3 separate regions of the Sus scrofa genome follow, and all the other regions are linked to region 3. A link is a contact called in public Hi-C data. All regions are on one chromosome and are shown on one strand. The core of a region is the stretch at or near the end of the contact, and the rest is flanking DNA. Distances in the headings are between cores, read along the strand shown.

Region 1 (4,434 bases), core at 1,748-4,247, 500 kb after region 3:
CAGGAGGATTTATAGGACAATGCTTCCAAAGGAGTATGTCTTAAATGTGGATTTCCCTCCAGAGCCTGGTGTTCCTGAGGAGCCAGAATTTGCATGAACAGCAAGATATTGATGGATACTCAAGCTGAGAACTAATAAGTGATTGAGACCTTCCCTCAAGACAGGATATTAAGCAGCCAAAGGAAGTGGAGACCTTCCAGATGGAAAAGAAAGGAATCTTGAGAGAGCACAGAGCGTTTGACAAACAAGGGCTGTTTGTCCAGTTCCTGGGCTGCTAATTTCAAAATGATCATCCTCAGGCACTTTGGGGAGACTCACCAGCTAGAGAATGTGGCTGTTGCTGTGTCTTGGAGGGAAGAGAGGCCTCCTCTACCTCTTCTAAGCCTGCAGCTTCCCGAGGAATGTAAAACATCCCCAGTGGGGAAGGGAAAAGCAGGCCAGACTTGACCTGCTAACCCTGGGTTTAAAAAGCTATTTCAGCTCAGTTGACCTTACCTCTGAACCTGCCGTCAAAGCCACCTCTGTTTAGCTCCTGGTGTGACAAAGGCTACCCATCCCCAAGTTTCCTTCCTAAGCTTTGTAACTATGAATTAAGGACCTGGGTGTTTAAGAAGGGATAATGCCATAGAATTGCCAAACTTCCTAAATTGTGTCCATTTGGGAATCATTTCTGGCTTTTCCCTTTGAAAACTCTCATTTAACAATCAAGATTTTGACCTTACAACTAGAACAGAATTAGAATGACTAGTGTAACAGGGTTCTCAAGAGAAACAGACCAATAGGAAATACATGCTATATTATATCATATTATATATACATATAAATCCTATTGAGATTAGAAGGGTAGATAAAGATATTTATTTGTTTTTTTTTTTTTTTTTTTTTGGTCTTTTTGCCATTTTCTTGGGCCGCTCTCACGGCATATGGAGGTTCCCAGGCTAGGGTTGAATCGGAGCTGTAGCCACTGGCCTATGCCAGAGCCACAGCAACGCTGGATCCGAGCCGCGTCTGCAACCTACACCACAGCTCATGGCAACGCCAGATCATTAACCCACTGAGCAAGGGCAAGGATCGAACCCGCAACCTCATGGTTCCTAGTCGGTTCATTAACCACTGTGCCACAACGGGAACTCCTTTATTTGTTTTTTTAAAGACAGTGGCTCATGTGATTGTGTGGTCGATAGGCCCAAAATATTTTGGGCAGGCCAGCAGGCTGGAGATTCAAGTAAGAGTGAATGCAGTAGGCTTGAGTCTTAAATCTGCAGACCAGCAGGCTGGAAACTCAGGCTGGGTTTCTGTTTTGCAATCTTGAAGCAGAATTGCTCCTTCTTTAAGAAATCTCAGTCTTTGCTCTTATGGCCCCCAACTGATTACACAAGAGCCACCCACATTATGGAAGGTTACGTGCTTTACTTGAAATCTACTGATAATAAATATTAATCACATCTTAAAAAATACCTTCACAGTGACATTCTAGGCCTGTGTTTGACCAAACAGCTGGGCACCATAGCTTAGCCAAGTTAACACATGAAATTAACCATTACAATTAGTGAGTTTGACCAACAAATTGGACCCCCACTTGTCTCCTAGGACAGACTCTGTGGCAAGGTGTGGCCTGATACTCAGCATTTCAAGACATTTCAGGATGTGAGAGGGCCTTCTTTCCCAGGGATTTCATGTTTTATTGTACCAATAAAATCTGTGGCAGTTTTGGAGGAACTTTTGCTTCTCTATTGACTTACTGAATCTAAATTAGGAGTTGGCCAGATAGTAAACATTTTCTTACTTGTAGACCATACCATCTCTCTTGGTACTACTCAAGCCGGAAATGCCATAGACCATCTGTAAATGAATGTCATGGCTGTATTCCAATAAAACTTTATTTATTGGAGTTCCTGCTGTGGTGCAGTGGGTTAAGAATCTGGCTGCAGCGGCTTGAGTCTCTGCACAGGTGTGGGTTCGATCCCCAGCCTGGCACAGTGGATTAAAGTATCTGGTGTTGCTGCACCTATAAGTCATAGCTGTGGCTCAGATTCAATCCCAAGCCTGGGAACTTACATATACCATGGTTGAGGCCATAAAAAGAAAAAAAATAATAATAAAAAATTAAAAAAAAAACCACAAACTTTACTCACCAAAACAGACAGAGGGCCTGATTTGGTCCATGAGTAAAATGAGAATTGGGGTTGATATTTGACCTTTTCTTTATGCAAACCTGATAAATGGGGTGGGTAACTTACACTCTGGTATGGGATGTTTCATTTGTGAGGAACAAAAAAAACTAAGCAAAGGGGATTTTATTATCTCATACTGTAAAAAAAAAAAAAAAAGCCCCAGGAATGGGTAATTTCATGGTTGGTTAAGTCAGTGTCTCAAAGACATTGCTGGGGACTTGGGTTCTTTCCCTCTCTGCCCTCATCTTAACACAATGGTTCAGTTCCCCCTAATATTTGCAAATGGTTCCTAGATTTCTCAGCAGACATGACCACATTCTGTGGAAGCAAAGGAAGGCTGAGATCCAGTGAGGCTCATTTTAATAGCAAGGAAACCTTTCCCAGAAGGCGCTGGGCCATCTCCCTTCACTTCTTGTTGGCCAGAAGGAGGGTATGGGTGGGCTGCAGAGGTTGAACCCACTGTACCTGAGGGTGTGAAGTGCGTGGCTGGCTAGAGGTGGGGATGGGGGAGGGAGGTAGATCAGCTGTGAAAATTCAGGCTCTGCTAGAAAGCAAGGGGTCAATGGTGCCCCTGGAAGAAGCCTGGCAATATCTGTTCTAACTTCAGAGTCCCAGAAGACAAGGCTGAGCCATTCCATGGGGCAAAGTCACTGCCTTGCGATTGGTGAGCTGAGTCTGAAGGGGGAGGGGCAGGGCAACGGGTGGAGAGAAGTTCCTCTGTTGAGCCCCATGTATGCTATGCAGGAGGCTCTGGGTAATGGGAAGAGGACCCTGACTGGAGAAAAGAGGACTGGCTGTGAGCACAGGGAGCTGCCCAAGCCAGAGAAATGGGAACTGAAAATGCCCATGGAAAAATAAAGAGGACCCATGAGGGCCTGGGGCCAGAGAGGCCTCCGCTAGCTGCCAGGGGCCTCTGGGCCCAAGGAAGCAAGAAGCCTTTGGGAGGTTGTGTTGGCTGGTCTCTGCTAACCCTTTATATAAGCCCCAGGGTCTGGAGTTCAGCGAGCAGCAGTGCAGCAGGAGACCTGGGCCTCCAGGAGGAAAGCAGAGAGGAGCCTGGGTGTTGATGTTGTCTTCCTAAGTATCAAAGAGACCACTTCCTGCCTGCATGGGGTAGGGGTTTCTGTCCTGGGCCTGGAGGTAGGCTAGGTGGGAGGCTTGGCACAAGTCCCATGCTGAGCTCAGGCGCATGAGCCACTAGGGAAAATCCCAAAGGCCCCAGGCCCCTGGCACTGGCTGTCAGGCACTGGTCAGGTTCTTTGTGTGTTGGGGTGGGAGGGTTTGGTGCTCATAGCAGAAACTGGCCCTGGACATGCAAACACAAGGGTAAAAAAGGAGGTAAACACAAACCTCAGTGGGGAGCTGGTCTGCTTCCTCCCACCTAAGCTACCTCCCCTCTCTCTTCCTTTCTTCCTCTCCATGTACCCCTGAGAAAAACTAGTCTCAGATGACTTAGATGGAAGGGATCTTAGGGTCATCTGGTCAACACTCTACTCGTTCAAAGCACTGGGGAAGAAGGGCCCAGGGGAAGAGGTGTGGTCAAGGCCGCAGGCTGATGATGTCTGTGGCTGATCTAAGACTTTGATCCCCTGGTGGCATTAAGAATCTTGGCTCTGGAGCCTGGAATGAATACTGGCTCTCCCACCTTTTAGCTGCGTGCCAATGTGCAAGTTACTACATTCTGCACGCTGTGATTTCCCATTTTGTAGCATGTGCTGAAAAAGACTGTGCCTCCAAGGCTGTGAGCATTAGAGGAGATGGAAGCTGCAAAACACTGAATGCCCCTGTCTTCTTCTCAGGGCTCAGTTTTATCTACTGTTATTGTCATTGTCGTTGATGGGACTCTGTTTTGTGCCCTTTCTACTGCACAAAAATCTTCTCTGTTGTGTATGGAAAACATCATATTTGGATGGATTTTTCCATGGCTCCCCTTGTCCCAGGATAGACAATTAGGTACCTGCTAATATGCTAGCCTTTCTTTTGAAACTCAACACAAATCTACCTTCTTAGAGTTCCCTTGGAATTCATCTCTCATGGCACATTGTTTGCAATTTCATTGTAAGGCTTATATCTGCCTCATGGGAACCACACATATGGTCCATCTATGGAGAGTAAGGCTGACTCACCCCGTCAGCCCAGCACCTTCCATGGTGCTTGGCCCACCAGGTGATAATTAATGAATAGTTAATAGTTGTTGAATTAAATGGATCTTGCCCCGAAGTTCCTGTCGTGGTGCAGCAGAAATGAATCCAACTAGGAA
Region 2 (4,526 bases), core at 53-2,552, 450 kb after region 3:
ATTACATCACTGTTATTGCCTTTCCTTCACCTTACTGTAAAATTGAGACTCCAGGCCTGACAGCGCTAAGACTTTAACTGGATATTTAACAATTATATCTGCAGTAATTAAGGCAGGTATTAGAACAAACTGCCTACTACACAAAAATACAGAGAGAACAGTACTCATTTCTTAACTTTAGTAAATATTTATAGGACATCTATGACAAAGAGATATCTGTTAGGTACATGATATTGGTATTCGAAAACAGCTATAATGATAAGTACATACTGAAAAAAACACATTGATTTTTAAATACTATATAAATCAGTTCCGGTCGGAAACTCAGAGACTAACACATCTGGAACACTGCAGATGAGGAAATCACACTAACAGATAGCTGTGTGCCAGTCACTATTATCTTTTTTTTCTGGCCTGGCCCCGGCCATGCGGAAGTTCCTGGGCCAGGAATCAAACCTAGCCACAGCGGTGACAAAGCCGAAACCGTAATCGCTAAGCCACCAGGGAATTCCCTATGCCATCTTACTTAATTCACGGAGTAGGTTTATGGTATTATCTTCGTTGTACTGCTAAGGAAAGGCAGGCATACTCTGGCCAGGTTCCCACACCCTAGCAGCTTGAGCCCAGAGCTTGTACTTTTAGCAGCAGAATGACCTGCAGTCTTAATTCCCAACGTGAAGTCCAGCCCTCTGACCGGTCTTCAGTGTAATTCCATAGTAGATGCGGGTATTACGGTGAATATCAGTACACGGGCTGTTAGCCAAGCGAACACGCCTAACTGCAATGTGCTTGCTTTCTAGTACATAAAATGGGGATGACCATAAAACCCCTACATTATCAGGGCGTTGTAAGTTTAAGTGAGTCAATATCTGCAAGGCTCTCACAAAAGCCTTGTGCTACCCAAGCGTTTGTTCAAAGTTTAATCCTGACAGGCGCCTGATGGATGGCGTAAGGACTACGGCCAGGAGCCCGGGCCTGTCCTCCTCCCGCCAATCGCCGGGGCTACAGTTAAGGCCTCCAACTACCGCCTCTCCAAGGCCGGGCCCGCCCCACTCCCTCCGCCCCGCGGGCCGCGCGGAGCCCTTGCGGCATCCCGGGAGCGGAGGCCAAAGCCGCGCTCGCCACACCGTTGGCGGGTGAGCGCCGCCCTGCCGCGCCCAGCTTGCGCCTCTGGTGCCTCGGAGCACCTGCCCGCGCACCCCAGGGCCACTCACCGCGCCTGCCGTCCGCGGCCCTCGCTCGCCCGCCCGGCGTCCCTCGCGCCACCGGAAGTGCGAGCGCGCCGTTTGTCTGTGCCTCGCGGTCGCTCTAGGAACTTGGCGGATCGACCCTCTATGGTGCCTGGCCCACCGGAAAAAAGAAACCCTTTTCTTTTTGCCATTTTGTTTTCCCCTCGGAAGGCGTCCTGTGGCCCTCAGGACCGCAAGACTTGTGGTCTTCTCCCTTTGTGATGGAGGAGCGACCCACAGGGTGGGGGAGTGGCAGCCCGTGTGGTCAAGGTTTTGAAAGGCAACACCAGCCGGTCTGACCCCGAGGCTCCATTCTTTCGACAAATGTGGAGCACTTATTAATTACATAGAGGTACTTCTGGAGAGCCTAAACTATTTCTGATATTTTTCATGAGCCAATTATTTAATTCTTACCAAAAAAACCCCTACAAGATAGGAACGAGAGTACTCATTTTACAGTTAGGGAGGCCAAGGCTTAGAGTAGAAATCGCCTCACGTTCACACTATGTAAGTTGATGGCCAAAGATCTGTACCCGTCTTTTTGGCTCCAGAGTCTCATGATTTTCAACACACTGCCTTGTTTCTCTTTAGTAATGATGTCTCCTGATTCTGTTCTGTTACAGCCAACCACCTCTACCAACCTGTGCAAGTTCACCTGATCTGTGTCCTCCTTCCACCTGCAGAACTCCAAATCTAATGGCTTCAGATACCATCTGTATATGCTGAAGACTCCCAAACTGGTAACTCCAGTCAAACCTTGGGATGCAAATACTGTTGAACTCTAGACTTATATATCGAGTTGATTACTCGGTGTCTTTTGCATGTGTGATGAACATCCAAACCTAACAAAGCCCCAGATGAACTTCTGATATTCACCTAACCTGTTCATTCAACAGTCTTCAACCCAGCAGTTGATGGTGACTCCATCTTTTCAGTTACTCAAGTCAAAAATATTGATGTCATTGTTTCTCTTTTCACCCCAAATCCAAATCCAAGCCATCTGTAATTCTGTTGGTACTGTCTTCCAAATATATCCAGAATAGAGCCACTTTCAGCATCTCCACTGCTATAACCTCCACCAAGCTCCTGTTATGACCTGTCTGGATTGTTGCATTGGCTTTCTCACTGGTCTCTCTATGTCTACTCACAGCCCCAGAGTGATCCTCCTAAAACTCAAGTCAAATCTTGTCATTCATTTTGTTCAAAATCTTCCAAAGGCTTCCCATGTTATTAGAGCAAAGCCCATGCCCTCACAGGGGTACACAAAGCCATCTCTTGTTCCTTGTTGTATCAGTGCTCAGAAGGTAGCAGGCACTCACAAGTATCTGTTGAATGAATGAATTTGTAAGATGCTCATTATTTAGGAAGTGCTTTTACATCTATTTTCTGGTCATTCATCTTTACTAGAGTTTCATGAAGCACGGAGGACCTTCATATCTGCCTTACAGTAAAATGAGGCTGAGGGAAACTTGCCTGAAGTAACACAGAGAGTTGATGGCAGAGGTCGGACTAGATTAGAGGTTCAGCTCTCAGCTAGAGCTTTCTGCTCTGCAGATGGCAAAGCATTGAAACTGACTAAGGCCCAGACAAGGCATGTCAATTCAATAATCTAGATGATAGCTGGACTGTTGTAAAAATTAAAATAGATAATGCCAGGCACTTCACACAATGCCTAACATATAATAAATAAGAGGCATTGTTATTTTATTATTAAATTATTATTACGAGTGGTTGATGCTGGTGGCTGGAGGAGGGAGTGTAGGGGAGAATGGCCAAAGACAGTTTAGGAAGAGTTTCTAAAACAAAAATTACCTGCTGGGACTGTTCACTCTATGTACATTAAAGTAATAAGAAAAACTTATTTTACTAGTTTATAAAATTTATTTATTTTATTAGTAAGAGAGTCACTAATTAAATCTAACTTCATGTTCCCATAAAGGTGGATTATCCTTTCTACCTGCACCTGAAAACAACTGGGCCAGCTGCAGAAGGCCCAGAGATGTGTAGATTAGAGAGGTGCAGAATTGGATAAAGTAAGGTGAACTTTAAAAAGGAAGAAATAAAAGTTGGGAAATAAAGGGCTGTAGGTAGCCAAGAGTTGGCAGAATTGGGGGTAAGGATGGAGAGAGGCAAGAGATAGAAAAGGATATGGGTGGAGGGAAGGAGGAAGAATAAAAGGAAACAGGAAAAAAGAGAGGGAGAGAAAACTGCAGGGTTTTAGGCCCTCGATTTATTTGTTAGTATAATAATAGCCAACACTTACTGAGTGCTTATTATGTCCAGGCACTGTTTGAAGCACTGGTGGTACCTCAGTCAATATTCCTATGGTACAATTGTTCCTGGGCATTTGCTCCACCCTTTTGGATTTTATATCCCTGCTTAATGCCCTGTGACTTTCATTGTCTCCTAATGAACAATAGCCATCCCACTCACGTTGATTTTACATGTGACCAGCATTGGTCAACTTCAAGTGTGTGGATGCAAAGTGCAGCACATCCCAGAAGAATCTTTGGGTTACTGTGTTTCTGCCACCATTCTGTTCTTTCCTTCTGCCTCGAGAATCATGTGTTCCAAGTAGAGGCTGCTCCTTCAGCCATCAGTGCAGGATGAGAAGCCATGAGGAGCAAAGCCACATAAGCCCCATTGCAGCCACATGTAATCACATGTAACATGCCAGAGAAATAAACATTCTCGTTGTAGCCACTATTTTTGTTGTCATTTGTTACTACAGCGAAGCTGACTAATATCCCTTTCACAACCTGAAAAGATAGAAATTGTTATAATCCTCATTATATAGATGAGAGAATGGAGGCACATGACTTGCATAAAGCCACACATCATAACTGGCAGAGCCAGGATTTGAAGCCAAATAATTTGGCTCCAGAGCCAATGCTGTTAACGTCTATCTAGCAGTATCCTCAAATGGAATTCCAGGTTATTTTTAAGCAAATGAAATTACTGAAATTGGTCACACTTGATATTTACAAAACAAAGTAGAAAGGAGGGTAGGAGGGATGGACAGTGAGGACAGCAAAGATTCACTATGTTCTCCTAACAGCACATCTTTCTAGGAAAACTGGGTCAAGAGAGGCCAGGTCCATCAATGGCTGGGGCTCTTCTGGGAAACTGTACGCAGCAGGGGCCAGTGCATCCCGGAACCAGTGTATCCCTGTATTTGAAGCCCTTGTTTTAGGAAGAAGAGGCTTCTGGACTGAGAAAAGCCTTGGCAAGACAGCTTCCTTTTAATATGGCTTTGTCCCTTGCACCCCTAGTCCCTTGCAAACAGACACACGCACC
Region 3 (4,641 bases), core at 404-2,903:
AACCCGAACCCTCATGGTTCTAGTTGAATTCGTTTCCACTGTGCCGTGACAAGAACTCCGACCATTCACTTTTTATGTTATTCAGTTTCTATTAGCAGATAGGAATTTCACAGATAACGCTAAAATCTGGAAGGAGAGTGGAATAGTGGAATAAGTTTGGATTTTTGTAATGAGACCTAGATTTAAATCTGGTTCTCCTACTTAGAGTGTAGGCAAATTGTTTTACCTTTCTTAGTTTTTATTTCCTCCTTTGTCAAGTAGGGGTTTTAGTAAAATCCCTTGCAGGATTATGAAGAGAATATGCAGAGATCCTTGTTAACTATCTGGCATTTGAAAAGTGGCACATGATGATGATGAGAATGAATGATTTGGACCAAGGTAACAGAGCTACCCAAGGTTTTAAGCTCATCTCCTTGACTCCAAAGCTCATCCTCTTAGTTTTCCCTGAGAGGGGAGGCAGGTTTAGAAATTAAGGCTTTAATTCAGTAAGATTCCTTCATCACAGGCACTGTTTTTGAGCTTAGTATACAATGATAATAGTCATATCTCTGTTCTCAGGGGACTCCATCTATTCAGTATTACAGTTTAAGAAGGAACCAGTGATGAGAGAGCCTGAAGTTGAGTGAAAACCCAGGGTCTCATAAGCCCCAGATTATGCTCAATAGTTAGTTGAATTGTGGAGATAAAATTGGTAGGTGGAATCTCTGAGGAGAGTCAGAAAAGGATAGAACGATGGATATAAGGTACTGGGGTTCATTCTAGATTGGTTCCTTGAAGTCACAAAAATGAGTAAAACTGCAGTGACAGGGAGATTCCTGTTCATGGTCAGATGAGTAATCCACCTAGTAAAATTGTAGGACAACAGAGTTGGAAAATCCTTAAGGTTTGGATTTAGAATACCCATGGGAAATGAAGAGAAAGAGAAGCAGCGAGGCTCCTTATCAGGCTGGAAGGTTTGTGTTATGTGTTTGTTACACCCAAGTTGAACAGCTTGGAAACTGGAGCCAAAAAAACCAAACAAACCCAAAAAACAACCCCCCCCCAAAAAAAAAACCCCAAACAGGTGGCTGGGCATACCTGACGCTGGGATTTAACAGCCTGAGGTACCCACTCAATTTCAAATGGATGAGGAATAAATGAGTAAGACCTAGAGCTTGTTTGCTCTCGCTCTTCTTTCAACCAGGCATGGCAACGGCCTCATATTTCAGATGAGGTAGGCGAGGCCACAAACGTTAGGGGACAGTGAAGCGCAGGAAGGGTGCTCTGTTTAAAGCTGGCCGGCCCGGACTGCACCAGAAGTGCACTGGCTCTGAAAAGACCATCGACTGGGACTATCCCCCAGCACGTCAAGCACCTCCAGTCGAGCGCCTTAGGTTGGTCGCAGGGAAGAAAGTACTGTCCACACCTCCTCCGGCCAGAGGCCAACTCCACCGTTCCCAGAAGCCGGGGCTACCGTTCTCCAGCCCGCCCGCTCCGGCCCTAGTTAGGTGGCCACTGCTGGTAATAAAGGATTAACATCCGGGCCTCTCCTAACCGACAACCACCACCGAACCCCGAGGGAGCCCCGGCTCCCGAGCAACCGCCGGCGTCGGGCAGCAGGGCCCCGCCCCCGCCCCTGCTGATTGGAGGGTGACGTAAGCGCCAGCGAGCGATTGGTACGTGGTGTCACAAAGAGGCGGGGGCGCGGCTGCGAAGCGTTGCTGGTGTGTGCCCGCCGCGGCATAGCTCGCGGGGGCCGCACCTCTCTATGGGCTTGCGGGCTGGCGAGTGAGTGGACGAGAGCAGGTGAGGGCAAGCGGGCGGGATGGGGAGGGCCGCGCTGTCGTCGCCAGCCTCCAGGCCGTGCCCCCTCCGCCGCGGCTGCCCGAGAGCTGCGCGGCGGGTCTCCTTCAGCCTCCACTTTCGATCCCTCAACGAGCGCGACGCGGGGTGCCCCGCCCCGCCCGGCAGGTGCTGCTCTCCAAGTCGCTGCTTCTGACGTGAAGCCTGAGCGCTGCCCTCCAGATCAGGCCCTTGCGTCTGGGTAGCTGGAGTTTATCCTGGAGGAGCACGGGCTGCGCAGGTGACTCCGTCCTCTACAAGTGTCTGTACATTGAAGGCTCGAGGAGGCGTTGGCTCCGAAGGATTTCCCAGGCCCAGTAGAAAATTGATTTCACAGTTTAGGGTATAGATGCATGATGTAGTGGATATAGTTCTGAAACTTGTACTTAAAACTTAGGGATATTTCCAGACATTAATAAAAAACAGTTCATTAAAAGATAGTGTTTTTAAGGGCTGCATAACATGCTATAACTCTATGTTGGGGGGAGAGTTTATAAGAACTCCTCGTATATGGCTAATATTCTTTAGGATGGAGGATAAAGCTGATTCCAAGTTATTGAAATTACTGATTCAGCACTATTATTGCGTTACCTGCCTTTAACTTCCCTTTCATCTTTGGTGGTTGTGTTTTAAGAACTTTTTCAGAAGAGATAAGAGAAATGTTTGGGGAATTGATTTAGAAATGTATTTGATGGCATTACTTTTAGTGTTTTTTTTTTTTTAATTATTGGTAAAAATTCTGCAGGCACTTTTTTCTCTGCCTTCTCCCTTTTCTCTTCCTCTTCTAGTTTTTCGCTGTCCTTCTATCATTTCCCATCCTGTTTTTGAGTCTTCATTGCCCCTTGTTTTTCAACATCATAGAGTTCCATAATGTGCTCAGTCAAGACTGATCACACACAGCTTTCAGAAGTTGTCCATGGACCCCATTTTTAATACTGGCTAGGTCTTTGATCTGATGGAACTTCCATTTGCTTCTCTGCCATCATCTAGTCCTCTAGTATGGGTTAATCAAAATTCAAATCTTTATTTTTGTCCTCTGTTACAGTAATTTCTCCTGCTGAGAGGTATAATTATTTCCTAGAGGCATTCATTTCAGTTTTGCTTCTTTTTGGATATTGGAAATTACTCAATTAATTAGGGCCCAAATTTATGGTGAATGTTACATTGCAATTGGTGCTGTGCTATTTTTTCTTTTAGCCCATGATTACTTTATCCATTCTCATTACTGATGAAGGACTTGCAAATCTGTCTTTATGTTACCTTCTGCCACTACTTGTTTATAATGTTCAGGGTATTGCTATGGAAAAGTACTGAGGTAAAAGAAGTGCTACTTATAACTTCTGTCTCTAAATTCCTTGGGCAGAACTGATCACCCAGGCCTTTATTTCTGTAACGTTCACTTCAGCATTCCTGACCCCAGACCTCTTACTACGGGAATTGGAATCCACATAGATCTTTTACTGTGTGGATTGGAATGCTGCTGCCTTTAAGGGATTCCAGACATTGATAATTCTGTAATACATTCTTATTTACTATAGCATGATAAGTATGTTCTTAAAAATCCACATGTTATCCAAAACCATATTATAAAATCAGTCATTTCAGTATGATTGAAAAAGGAGTTAAGGGTTAACTTCATACAGTCATTATTCCTACAGGTATTTCAATGTATTAAAGATATAAGGGTAGTTCCTTTGTGGAGCAGAGGGTTAAGGATCTGGCTCTGTCACTGTAGTGGCTTGGGTTGCTGCTGTGGCATGGGTTTGATCCCTGGCCTGGGACTTTCATATGTGTGGGCACAGCCAAAAAAAAAAGATCTAAGAAACAAACCCTGAGCAATACAGCACTTATTTGTCTTTCACTTAAAAGTACGGTTTTTACCACTATCACTAGAAAAACTGTTAGCACATTACTTTGTTATTATATTTGTTATCATTATAATTAAAAAATTTTTTTGCTTCATAAGGGACCACACCCATGGCATATGGAGGTTCCCAGGCTAGGGGTCAAATCGGAGCTACAGCTGCTGGCCTACGCTGCAGCCACAGCAACGTGGGAACCGAGCCACATCTGTGACCTACACCACAGTTCATGGCAACACCTGATCCTTAACCCACTGAGCAAGGCCAGCGATCGAACCCACAACCTCATGGTTGCTAGCTGGATTCGAACCCACAACCTCATGGTTACTAGTTGGATTCATTTCTGCTGTGCCACAATGGGAACTCCTTGTTATCATTATTTTGATAAAAAGTATGACAACACTCAGAGCAGCTGTGCTGCCAGTAACAGCTTTTCTTCCTGTGATGCCGTCTCTTCAGGACGCATAATGAAATTCAGGGTCCCTACTTAATTAATTATACTTCCAATTAGTGTTATAAAAATTAACCATAGCCAAGATCTCTGTACATGTATGTCATGAGTCGGTAAACTTTGGTGGAGTTTGGAGTGAATGATAAAATGGTTCCATTGGGAAACCAACATTCTTCCAAACCAACTTTAGTAGCATAACTAAACATTTCTTCATTTCTAAAACAAGGGTAATACCCAAACCTGTCTCACAAGTTTCTTCCTAGTATCAGTTGAGAGAGAATATTTATTTACTCTTTCACTGAACAAACCTTTAATGAGTACCTGTATATACTGTGCTAGGTGATGGGATGGTAATCAGATGTTGCCCTTCCTTAAGGAGCTTACAGTTTAGTAAAGAAAGCCATATAAAAAATGAAATTGATTGTAATGGCTAAATGCATAATGGGTGCCAGGGTGCAAATGAGCATAGCCATAAAAGGCTTTGTGGAATAGTTGCTATTTGAGCTG

The links. A called contact is a pair of places that touch in the nucleus more often than the background predicts.
Region 1: a Hi-C map of retroperitoneal adipose tissue shows a contact between it and region 3, with 1.5 times the contacts expected there. The contact joins the enhancer-like site here to the promoter of ZFAND4 in region 3. A contact is called at or near these places in 1 of 5 promoter capture datasets (fetal liver), 3 of 47 Hi-C or Micro-C datasets (embryonic fibroblasts, retroperitoneal adipose tissue and subcutaneous adipose tissue) and 1 of 2 datasets of contacts at active chromatin or transcription factors (alveolar macrophages).
Region 2: a contact with region 3 is called in a Hi-C map of embryonic fibroblasts, with 5 times the contacts expected there. The contact joins the promoter of ZNF22 here to the promoter of ZFAND4 in region 3. A contact is called at or near these places in 4 of 47 Hi-C or Micro-C datasets (embryonic fibroblasts, heart right ventricle and mesenchymal stem cells) and 1 of 2 datasets of contacts at active chromatin or transcription factors (alveolar macrophages).

Annotation. Positions count from the first base shown.
Region 1 is chr14:91,144,039-91,148,472 of Sscrofa11.1, forward strand. It overlaps TMEM72 (transmembrane protein 72), which reads right to left. Exons shown (of 4, transcript XM_021072810.1): 4 at 900-4,434. Among named protein-coding and RNA genes, the nearest start is that of RASSF4, 7.8 kb to the left of the region's middle. Within about 2 kb of position 2,998, at least 7 of the 83 cell types and tissues checked have an H3K27ac peak or open chromatin away from gene starts, as enhancers often do. A contact at or near this core is called in alveolar macrophages and retroperitoneal adipose tissue, where this site is marked.
Region 2 is chr14:91,095,586-91,100,111 of Sscrofa11.1, forward strand. ZNF22 (zinc finger protein 22) reads right to left here and starts at 1,303. Exons shown (of 2, transcript XM_003483520.4): 1 at 1,215-1,303.
Region 3 is chr14:90,641,883-90,646,523 of Sscrofa11.1, forward strand. It overlaps ZFAND4 (zinc finger AN1-type containing 4), which reads left to right and starts at 1,654. Exons shown (of 10, transcript NM_001302672.1): 1 at 1,654-1,785.